3 separate regions of the Mus musculus genome follow, and all the other regions are linked to region 1. A link is a contact called in public Hi-C and HiChIP or PLAC-seq data. All regions are on one chromosome and are shown on one strand. Each heading gives the region's core, a stretch centred on a gene start, on an enhancer-like site or on the middle of the called end of the contact. The rest is flanking DNA. Distances are from core to core; before and after follow the strand shown. Region 1 has its middle 32 kb from the start of Gm31869. Region 2 overlaps Ankrd45 (ankyrin repeat domain 45). Region 3 has its middle 37 kb from the start of Tex50.

Region 1 (3,742 bases), core at 396-2,895:
GTAGTGGGAAATTCTCCTTTGTGAGGTAGGAGCAAGTTTTATACCCTTACAAAATGCAGAAGTCTTGAATAGCTGAGTGGTTAATTACTGTCTCCTCTCCCCCACCCCCCAACCTGGCTGCTCTTTGTCTCTTTCTCTCTTGCCTTCCAACATAGACTCTGCAAGGCATAGGCAGCAAAGATTCGTCAGGGCTGGATTGATGGAGAGTATGATCTCTTGCTCCTTCTCAGCATCAGGTGGGTTTAACTCTTAAAGAAAGAACCACAGTCTGCCCGAGGTGGTCCTGCCATGACTCAGACTCCAAGGAGCGATGTTAAATTGAAATTCTAGAACAGACATGCAAATAGGTTTCCTCTTGAGTGCCCAGCATCCCTGTGTCACCCGTGGGAGTCGCTGGCCGAAACGTAGAATGAGAAGAATCTCAACAAGAAGAAATGCCACAGTGAACTGACAGTGCTCATCGAGGCTATGAAGGTGACGACATACGTCACAACGTGTCATTTACATGCTTGAGGAAAGCATAGCAGCTGCCAGAGGAGGTGCCACCTACGTATTTTCATGAAAAAAAAAAATCACTGGAAGGGGAACCATGAAAGAAAGCTAGACCCCAAGAAACCTTCTGTTTACTGGCTGGCTCTTCACACTCAATGGGCCTCGAAGATGTCACCCGTTCTGGTCAAATGGCTCAGTATCATGAGCTTTCTAATAGGCAAGAGACTTAAAAGCATAATGACAACAACTAACCCACTTGGAAACGCCCTTGTCATGACTAGCTGATCAAATGAAACTCTGAGTCCTTTTCTAGACCGCATCAACAGTGTCACTCACGATGGGCAAAAAGATCTCAACAGTTCACCTTAAAAAAAAAAAAAAAATTACCCATAAGACCCAGAAACCAGCGACTGCTCTAACGCAAGCACTCCGGCACCGGTGGCCTCAGCTGCTTCGTCTTTCTAGTCATAGTGCCCTTTTGAGCAAGGGTCACTCTTACTCCTAAGAGGAAAGTCGATCTGACTCACTTTCAGAAACTGAAAGCACACTGTGTCCACAAGAGCCGGGACGCTTACTGTAAAACCACAAAACCACATCAGAATTCTTCAGCTGCTCAGGAAGGAAAAGAGTCAGTGGGCCGAAAAAAAACCTCATCCAGACTTCTCCACACTTCGCCCTCCAGAGGACTCACGGGCTTTGCTAAGAGACTGGGAGCCAAGAACAGATTTCCGCAGCCAGTGTAGACTGGGCCTCCGGCTTCTGTTACTGAAAACAGGAGACAATGGCCCAAGGCTCCTTCGGGAAGCAGCACAGCTTTGGTTTTATTGACTCTTCCCTCTTTCTTGTCATTTTCTTCCCCAAATATCCATCCCAGGTCTAAATGTCTGTTACTCAGTTAGTTTGTGCTAGCTGGTATGCCGAGATTAAGAGTGGGACTTTGCTCTGGATCGGGTTCTTTCAGGATTCCAATAGGATGCTTTAATAATTTTATTCTATGGTTGTGTGGAGAACAAACCCAGGCTGACACTTTCATTGGTGAGGTAGCAGGAATCATTGACATTAACAAGAAGGATAACGGATTCCTCTTGACTATCCACCCCTCTTCCCTCAACCCTTCCGGTCCACGACTCAGGGGGCAAAATCCGAATCTTGTGATTTCACGGTTTTCTGCTGCCACCTGGTGATGGCTTACAACCAAGCAGTGGTTCTCAATCTTCCTAATGCTGAGACCCTTTTACACAGTTCTTCACACTATGGTGACCACCTCCCAGCCATGAGTGTATTTCGTCGCTATTTCATAAATGTAATTTTGCTACTGTTGTGAATTGTAATGTAAATGCCTGATATGTAGGGTATCCGTGACCCCCCCCCAAGGGGTCGTGACCCACAGGTTGAGAACTAGAGTTTCCGCAGCCTGAATTTCTGCCATCCTCAGGCTGGCACACGGGGAAGACAAAATGGAAGATCCCAGACCACTCTATAAGCACCCTGAACCCCCAGAGGAAGCCTGGTGGCAAGATTATAGGATAACCCTCACCTCTTTTCTCTCTCCTGTGTCTGCTTAGCCCAGGTAGTTACTACAGATGGAGGACGGGTGATAGAGGAGAGCCCAACTCTTCCCCATGCACCTCTAGAGAGACCGCAGAGGAAATCAGAAAAGAAAAGGTCTGGACCTCTAGAAGAACTACAGCAAACTCACTGAGGTCGGAGCAGCAGAAGTCACATTCTGTCCCTGTAATTCTGTCTAGAGTTGGTTTTGAGAAGTGAATCCAGGGCAGGTTGGTGGTAGACAACTATAATCCCAACCCTCAGGAGGCTGAGCCCAAAGGATTGTGAGCAAGCTTACGCTTCATCTCAAGACTCTATCTAGGAAGAAAAGAGCAAGAGTACAGTGTCAAAGAAACATGGGGGCCAGTGAGGTGGCTCTTGGCTCTGTGGGTAAAGGCACTTGGCGCCAAGCCAGATAACCTATCTGATTCCTCAAACCCTCATGGTAGGAAGATAGAACTGACTTCTCCAAGTTTCAAATGCACACCAGGGGACAACACACACACATATAAAAAGATAGATAAGCAAATTTAATTTTAAAAAAATTTTAAAGACATAACCGATTACTTTGTACTTACATTAGGACATATTTTAATATAATCTCCCAAGTGAGTGAGTATTATAATTAGCTAAGTGTATAATTGTGCATATCATTTGTGGGATGAAATGTAGTGTTTTGATCCATGTAAGTATTGTAGAAAGACTCAGTTAACTGATGCTTTATCATCATCCTACCTTGTAGGATGGCCCTTACCTGCTCTTCCATCTTCTGCCTCTCTCAAGCCCCATTGCTTGCTACAGAGTTTAGATATGTAAAAACTGGTCCTTTAGCACATTTGAAACACACAGTACATCCCTACTCAAAGGTTTCCTCTATTTATCTTTAGATTTTAATCACCCTCCTTCTCCCACCTCGATAGACCCTTAATAAAGTGTCTTGCCTATAATAGGTTATCCCAAAATGCGGCTTTTATTTTTGGAGGGTTTCTAGATGGGCATTGGCTTCTACTGCCATCTACTGACAGAAATTAGAAGTACGCCTAGAGGTCATTCTAAACCTACCCACTCTTGCCTAGTTTTACTTCTTTCCTGTATTTTAATTTTTCATTTATTATTATTTTTATTCAATTGTTCATTTACTCAACTAACAAAACTAACTAAAAGTTTTTTTAGTAGCAGACTTACAGAGCAGCACAGCAGTGTTGAGTAGGATGGAAGAAGTCGACCATAAATGAACAAAACAAGGATTTGGGGTGGTATTAGGGCAATTCTGTAACTTGATTGTGGTGTAATTCTATAACTACGCATTTGCCAATATTCAGAACAGCATATACACGGAGGGAATTTTATTGTATGCAAAGACAAACGTGAGTGGAGAAAGTGTGGTGCACATAATTACATTTACTGAGGCTTCCAGTTATTAGAAACTATTTGGAGGGACTTGAACATCATCAAATAAAATAATCTTGTTTGGATACATGGCCACTACAGTCTGTCTCACCTCTGAAATTACCTTTTGATATATTTGTTATAAAGGCTCCATGTGGGAAAACACAGCAAACTCATTGGTGGTTTACTTCTTCCTTTACTGATAACAATGATAAAATCACCACTTTGGATAAAGTAACTACAGCATTGCTGTTAAGAGAGCTATGTATCCATTGTGCAGAGCGGAGCCTGTGTGATTACATGCCAAGGGAAC
Region 2 (3,742 bases), core at 534-3,033, 560 kb before region 1:
GAGGTCTCTGCTCCTCGTAACTAGGAGGGGAGGCTTTAAACGTACTTTTAGTCCCAGGTGAGACAAGCATTTTAAACCATCTGCTAGAACAGTTTCTCTCTCCCTCTTTGCCTCACACTCTTTGTCCTCAGATGTTTTATAGCCTTTGATACACTTGCTAGCACAGTATTTGTACAGTTCCTTGAATTGGGACCTTTATACCAACTTTCTCATAGTCTCCTTTTCTAATGAATGCCCCATCGGCTTCTCCTCTTCTTGACCCTCATTGTCAGATCCTCTCAGGATTCCATTAGGATTCTTGGTCGGACAATGGTGGTTCTCCACCCTATGACTATCCCCATCTTCAATATTACAAAGATCCAACCTTTCCTTCTTGGGGACATTTACAGCGCCAGAAGCCTCATTCTGTGTCCTGTGTAACTTAGCCTCATTCGGTGTCCTGTATAATTTACTCACATGCTTCTCTCTCCATGTGAATGAATATAGATCTTTATGAAAGGAAGACATTTTTGTTGAAAATCCTTTATTTTCAACAATTTTGTTGACATCCTTTATGAAAGGAGGCCTCTTTTTTGTTGGGGGCCTTCCTCATACCTAAAGAGCTTGTAAAATAGTAAGTCGGGGAATAGAAGTTGAATTGACGCACTTAGTACTACCTTACTCTCAGTACCTAGAATTGCTTAGTCCTACCTTGTACTCAGAACTCACTCCCTCTTCATTCATTTACGAAGTTGGATTACCATTATAGAAATGCTCCCAACCTTAGCTTATGCCTTGCCTATGTCAGTGTACCACAGACAAGCCATACGCACAGCAAACATTGTGGCTCTCTGTCTGCCCGCTCCCAACTGTGTAGTTCTGAATGTCATGGACCTGGTGGCCCCATGGCATCCTTGTATCTTATTTCAGAGACTCCTTTGATGTGGGGTCTGAATACTTACTTAAATCTGTGTATGTATAACTTCTGTTTTGCTAGAGATGATATCAATTATTACCTATTGTTGCACTGACTTATACGTAGATCAATAGGAGATTTAGATGCCCTTATGCTGTGAGTTTGATGTGATTTCATTAGCTGCATGGTGCTTTCTGACCTTGCATAGACTAATGACTTTTTAAAAAGCACACACTTAACAGTTCAGGAACGCCTCCACAGTATTTGAAAGGGAGGCAATTTAATGTTATGATCAGTTCTAGTTGGTAGTTCTTTAGGTTTTGTGTTTCATTGGTCATAAAAATGTAAAAATATAAAGGTATGGTATTAATGTAACATTAAAATAGCAACTGCTGCCTGTTATCACTGTCATGTAACAAAAGACATTTTAACTCCAAAAAGTAGGGCTACGTGGTGACAGTATGATCCGAATAAATGAAGCTTCATTACAGAATTTTATGTTACACGTTTTCTCATTTTATGCCTCGTATGATAGAACTTTTATCATATGCCAGAACTGACCTAGTGTCTAACTTTTCACGCTCTAGATGTCAAACTGATGTTTTAACATTAAACATTGTAAAAGGGCACAGGTTCGAATCTCCGCCCGCGCGAGCCCCATCCCTGGCCCATGGCCAAGCGGCGTGCGGCTGAGCCGCTCACGTTCCGCGTGCCTTGGAAGCGGCTCCTGCCCAGCGACTTCCCCGAGGAGCCGCCGCTCTGGGTCCCACCGGCTCGGCCCCTCAAGCGCCAGGGGGACGCGGGGGACCAGGGCGGAGCCTGCGTCTGCGCTCCACAAGCGACGCGGCGGCGGGGACCGCATACAGGAGCTGCAGGGTGCAACCTGGAGCCCGAGAGCCACCTCCTGGCGAGCAGGAGGAACACCGGGTCAGCCGGGCGGCGGGAGGCGGCGACAGGGTAGAGAGCGCAGGTAGCAGCAGACGGGTGCACAGCCAGAAGGAAGAGTTTGGGCAGTATAATACATTCCAGTATTGGAGGAGCCCTCTGCCGCCTATTGATCTGGCAGCTCTTGAAGATGTGAGTGCAAACAGCCTGACAGTTTGAGGACAAGAATGAAGGAGTTGAGATTGACGTGGAGTCCTGACAGAAGGATCTGAAGAAATGGGATCACTGAATTTGAGGAGACCTAAAGGAAAAGTTCTTTTCCATACTTGACATGATCCGTTTTTCAAACCTGAAAAATGAGGAAGGGGTTTGGGATAAATAACTACTGAATCTCCTAATGGAGAGCTGTCCAGGGTGTGGTACAGCTGCAGGCAAAATACTTTGTGTCTGCATTTTTAATGAAAAAAAGTTTTGTTCACGCTCTTGACTTTGAAGATGCTTATATTGGAAAAGGAGGTTTTGACAGTTTCAGAGGAAACACTCAGGTCTTCTGAACTTGTTCTGTCAAATGTTCCTTTGCACCACAAAGCTTATTTGTGGTGCATGGAATGAATACGTTTATACAGCTGAGGCTAATAAATTCTTGCTAGTACATCTTATTGGATCCCCTTGGTGGAACAAATAGGAGACGAGTATCGATGCAAAGTTAAAATGTGAGATTGTTTCTGAAAGCTAACCTTGTTTTACAAGAGTGTAAATTTAAACTAGTGAGAACTTCCTTTTGGGTAGCTTGTTTTACCTTTCGCTATTTGCTGTTTATTAAAACAGTACAGGCAACGAATCTAGCCAAACAATGGATAGAGAACAGTAGGAAGCAGCTGCCCGACCCTCCTCCCTTTTCTGAGATGAAAGAAATGATCTGGTCAGTTTACTGATTTTGTTTTGAGGACATTTTTTAATATTACTTTAGACCTGTAGTTCTTAACACTGATAGCACTTTAACCATTTCTGCTCCAGCCCTGGTCCTAGAGAGATGTCATTCAATTATTTGAAGGTGGCTTCACACAAAGGTTTTTGTTTTGTTTTGCACCAATTCTGCACTCATGTATTGTGCAGATCAGGCCAGAACCACTAGACTAGCAGCTTTTCCAGTTTAAGGAGATCACTAGTGTGAGCTGAAGCAATGTCTCTTCATTAGTTTTGTCTGTATCTTGTTATGTTATTTGATTTGTCATTCCTAAGTTATTGTGTTACAGTTTTGTTTTTAATAAAGTACACTGTTTATGTTTGGGAAAAAAGTATTGTAAAAGGCTCACAGTTACTCTAGTGTTCATCTAATATGTTCATCTAATATGTTGTACAGGCAAACCTAATCTCCCATTACAGACACTCCTCCTCTTACTGTGTGGTCCCATCATTTCTAATGTAGCAATGCAAGTTTCTGGTCTCTCTTGAATCCAGGGAGCCCATGACTATAGTTGACAATGGTTCCATGTCTTTTCCAATGCTAGGTTATAAGAGGTTGATTTGGCTTCTGCCTCAGTCTCTTAAGATACTGCCCTAGAAGCCAGTCTGTGGGGAGACAAACAAGGAAAGGAACTGAGGCTCAAGCCTGCAGCTCTGACTGTGCTCTGTTCATCCAGCCATTGCCCAGATCATGAAGGAGACATCTTGGAAATGGAGTCTCCAATCGAGCCCCTGTTTGAAGCTATGTGGAATGGAGACACACTTTCTCTGCTTACCAAAATCACTAACTTCTGAGATAAAGTTCTTGTCTTAAGGGGCACAGTTTTGTATTTATTTTTACACAAAAAATATAACATACGCATGTTAGAACTCAGAAATATGAAGTGGCACAACAGAGCTCAGAATATGTGGCTTTGTCCTGTAACTGGCTGGTGGGTCAAAGCTGTGAGGGTCTAGCGGGGAACATGAGTAACATGGCTGCCAGCCTCAGGTACA
Region 3 (3,742 bases), core at 751-3,250, 540 kb before region 1:
AGATTTGTGTGGCTAATGGTGCCTGGGATGCGGAATACATTCCCCTGACAGGTTTCTAGATGTCTCGTTAGTAGCTAGAGAAGAATGGCAGGAATCAGCACAGCGTGAAGGGGAGACATGAGCCCTGGGGACACATTTGTGGTAGCTGCAAGAGGGGGTGGGGAGGACCAAAAGCATAAGGAAGTGTTGGTGGAAATCAGGTAGATAATTTTAAAATGGCTTATTAGCACGCATTAACCATGTAACGGGCTTAGTTATGCTTTCATGATGTGTTTCAATCGTATCCACTCCTGTTAGTCTCTCCTGTCTCTTTCCCCACACTCCTTGTTCCTCTCTGCAGCCAGCCCTCCTGTCTAATGTCTTTCTGTGTGTGACCTAAGGAGTTTCATTGGGATTGTTTACCAGCGTGTAAGTGGGGGCTCACTTACATCCCTGGGGAAGTCTACATTAAGTAGATTTATCAGACTCTCACAGGGCACTCTGCCTGAGGAAGAACAGGCCCCCTGTTTACAAACCAGAGTGCAGTCAGTAAAAAAACAAAACAACACAGACAAACAAGCCAAAACCCAGATGGTTAACTCACGTTTTTCTTTCTCCCCTTTCTCTCCTTTCTTTTATGTTTAGAGTTACACATAATCATCGGACTCAGCTTTGATGTTTTTGGAAGCACCATATGTGGCTATTGGTGTACGAGAGTCATCCAGATTATATTGACCGACCTCTTTAGCAACACACTGACGAACGTTGTTCTCTGTTTCTCACTGGTGTACATGACGTTTTACCTTGGTAAGGCAAACAAACACAAGAACTGCCATCCTACTAGAGAGCCTGGGAGTCCTGGTTTGCCCTGCTCCTTTCCCCTGCTTCATGTCTTCCTCCTGTCTGTTACCACCCCCCACCCACCCACTTGTGTTTTGTCACATCACCTCTCTGTCAGATCTAGTTCTCTCCTGGCCTCTCATTGTAACCTCATGTCTTTGCGCTCCTATGTCTGGGTACTCTTAGCCCTTTGAGCTCTATTCTCTAACCCTACAGTAAGTCCATGGCAGTGCCCTAGAAGCGGAATCGTCATGGAGTTGTTTCTGTCTGGACTCTTGAGCTGCTCACCCCATAAAATGGGAAAAGTTGGCGGAGAAGTTCCCGAGGGCTTTCCAAGCTCGTCATCCTTCACTCACTAGACTAAAAGGTCCTTTCAAATAGCGATCTTTTCTTGAATCTAGAAGGTGGGAAACGAGAGTGGGGAGATCAAGAGTGCTTGTGTCAGGAAGAGAAGCTGGGGCATCGGGTAAGTTGCAGGAGTAACTGTACCCAGCCCCAGTGGGCCTTCCGTTAGTTCAGTTTTGTAAAATTGGGACTTGAGGTGTTTCAGCTCCCAGGAACCATATTAACTATGACCAAACTGCTTTTGCTCCCCTCATACACTGGAGCAACTTTAACCAATGAAGATCTCAGCCGTCTCTTACACCTCTAGCTAAGGAAAGGCAGTTTTCTTTTTCCTGTAGATATATCGCCACCTAGTGGTTGCTTACTGCCCTGAGCCAGTCAAACTAGCGAAAACATTCACGGAATGCTCGTTTCCTTCAGCTTTATTTCTTTGCTCCTTTGTGAAAGTTTTGTGGATGCCTTACTTCAGTTTTTCCACCTCCCTACCAGACTGTGAGCCTCTTGAATATGAGTGGCGCTCATAGTCAGCTCTTCACTCGATTAGTTTTTCCTCCTTTCAGCCAAGCTTAGAGTTGGTCAAATGCCCGACAGTAATTTAATACGTGCTGATCGAATGAACCAACATTCCTTCTCAATGTGTTTTTGAGTAGACAGAATCCAGATATACTCCGTCAATCAGCAACGTTGGGAAATACTTAGCCTCTTTAAGCTTGTCTCTTCTATACAATCGGTCTAACAATACTCCATTTGTGTAAGGCACTGCATGCATTAATGAAGCTTGCTATGCTTGTGAGCTGCGGCTACCCTAGGGACTGGCAAGAGCTCCTTGTGTACACAGCTCCTCCCACCTCCTTCTGAGTGACAGTTGTTCCTGGAGGGGGGCGGGGCGTGTCTCTCTCCCCAATCCCAGACACTTGTTTTTGAGCCTTTGCCAGCTCCCTACTGTGTTCAAGACAGGGTGGCTCATAAATGCTGGTTCATTTCTTCTTCCTAATAGGAATGGAGGTGTTTGCAGCCAATATTTGGTGTCCCCTTAGACAGATTAAATGGATGATAGCCAAGGGCAGAGTGCCAGGACCGGGTCGCAGAAGGCGTTTCAGCCTCCCTTTCACGTTAGAGGATTCCCAGCCCAGACACACACGTTTTCGAGTTGGGATGGGACTCTCACATAATTAACAATACAAGTTCCTTATTTTCATTTATCAATATAACCAAAAATGTTCCGTCACTTTGGCTCAAGTCATTGAAACACAGACATGGGGCTGGCGAGATGGCTCAGTGGTTAAGAGCACCGACTGCTCTTCTGAAGGTCCCGAGTTCAAATCCCAACAACCACATGGTGGCTCACAACCATCCGTAATGAAATCTGATGCCCTCTTCTGGAGTATCTGAAGACAGCTACAGTGTACTTACATATAATAAATAAATAAATAAATCTTAAAAAAAAAAAGAAATGGAAATTGGTAGTCAGTAACTTTATAAAAAATCAATTTCTTGAATGTGTTCAGAAATATATTTGAAGTCATGCTAAGAACTGATGCAGTTAATTACAAGAATAAGCTTTATTTAAAAAAAAGAAACACAAACATTTGATAAAAATGTGTTTAAAACTCAGCAAGAATATATATGATAATAAATAAATCAAGATCATATACATATGTGTATATATATATATATATATATATATGTATATCAGACAAAAATAAGAACTAGCATGTACTCAAAGAAACTGGAAATAAGAGTTTGACAGTTGTCCCCTATCAAAACATTTGCAGAACTGTTAGCTTTACTCAACTTGATTGTTGAAGTTAAATTCGTTAGGAAAGTGCATATATATATATATATATATATATATATGTATGTATATGTATATGTATGTATATATATATCCAAAGTGAAGTTAAGTGAATAGATAAATGAAAAGAATTTTGATAAGTGGTAGACCAGTGGATTAAAATCAGTACTGTAGTAGTCACAACAGTGGTTAATACTGGAATCACAAGAGTGGCCATCCATTGCCATGCACATATGCCAAGGAACATATCATCTAAGTTAATGCTTGCAATAAGGATGTGAGGTGCTATTCACCCCACTTAACACCTGCTTTGCAGACGTGGGGACATTAATGGAGAAAGGGGAGGTCACATCCCATAAGCATCGTGCTGTGCCCTGTTTGAAAGCTCTTCCACTGCTTGCTTGGATGTTCTTTCTCTTCCTTTCTGTCTACTGTCACCCTGGGCTCCTTGGAGACTCTGTAGCCCGGCACCTTTAGTATTTTTGTGTTCTAACATTCTCCCTAGACTATGTTTCAACATTTAGAGCCCAGTGAATTGCCAATTTAGTCGGGGAGAGAAGGGCAAATGCTCCAGGAAGCAGCAACGCCTGGCCCATGCAGCACAAAGTCCCAAGGTGCTGAGCGGAGATTACGTCATTTCTTTTCCCACTCGCCCTAGCCTCAGTGATGATGCAGGATTGGCAAACTGGGTCAAATCTGCTCTGAGCTAAAAAAAGCTTTATGAAAAGAGCAGAATCAAAGAATAATATCTCATGGAGATGAAGATTATTTGAAGTCTAAAGT

Evidence for each region. Hi-C and Micro-C count contacts between places; a contact is called where the count stands out from the background. HiChIP or PLAC-seq counts read pairs in DNA pulled down with a chosen protein or histone mark.
Region 2: a BATF HiChIP or PLAC-seq map of CD8 T cells shows a contact between it and region 1, with 5 read pairs. The contact joins two enhancer-like sites. A contact is called at or near these places in 2 of 15 datasets of contacts at CTCF or cohesin (CD8 T cells and stem cell-derived epiblast-like cells), 2 of 484 Hi-C or Micro-C datasets (nephron progenitors and palatal mesenchyme), 3 of 115 datasets of contacts at active chromatin or transcription factors (CD8 T cells, bone marrow-derived macrophages and embryonic stem cells) and 1 of 9 other capture datasets (embryonic stem cells).
Region 3: a Hi-C map of the HPC-7 cell line shows a contact between it and region 1, with 5 times the contacts expected there. The contact joins two enhancer-like sites. A contact is called at or near these places in 4 of 15 datasets of contacts at CTCF or cohesin (CD8 T cells, large pre-B cells, pro-B cells and 1 more), 31 of 484 Hi-C or Micro-C datasets (the 63-12 cell line, the AML12 cell line, B cells and 18 more), 16 of 115 datasets of contacts at active chromatin or transcription factors (CD8 T cells, Th17 cells, astrocytes and 9 more) and 1 of 9 other capture datasets (embryonic stem cells).

Annotation. Positions count from the first base shown.
Region 1 is chr1:161,734,001-161,737,742 of GRCm38.p6, forward strand. No RefSeq gene overlaps it. Among named protein-coding and RNA genes, the nearest start is that of Gm31869, 32 kb to the right of the region's middle. Within about 2 kb of position 1,646, at least 158 of the 459 cell types and tissues checked have an H3K27ac peak or open chromatin away from gene starts, as enhancers often do. A contact at or near this core is called in the AML12 cell line, B cells, CD8 T cells and 10 more, where this site is marked.
Region 2 is chr1:161,169,113-161,172,854 of GRCm38.p6, forward strand. It overlaps Ankrd45 (ankyrin repeat domain 45), which reads left to right. Exons shown (of 8, transcript NM_001368766.1): 8 at 1-1,395. It also overlaps the pseudogene Gm51252. Among named protein-coding and RNA genes, the nearest start is that of Tex50, 12 kb to the left of the region's middle. Within about 2 kb of position 1,784, at least 46 of the 459 cell types and tissues checked have an H3K27ac peak or open chromatin away from gene starts, as enhancers often do. A contact at or near this core is called in CD8 T cells, where this site is marked.
Region 3 is chr1:161,194,176-161,197,917 of GRCm38.p6, forward strand. It overlaps the pseudogene Gm6185. Among named protein-coding and RNA genes, the nearest start is that of Tex50, 37 kb to the left of the region's middle. Within about 2 kb of position 2,001, at least 272 of the 459 cell types and tissues checked have an H3K27ac peak or open chromatin away from gene starts, as enhancers often do. A contact at or near this core is called in the AML12 cell line, B cells, CD8 T cells and 10 more, where this site is marked.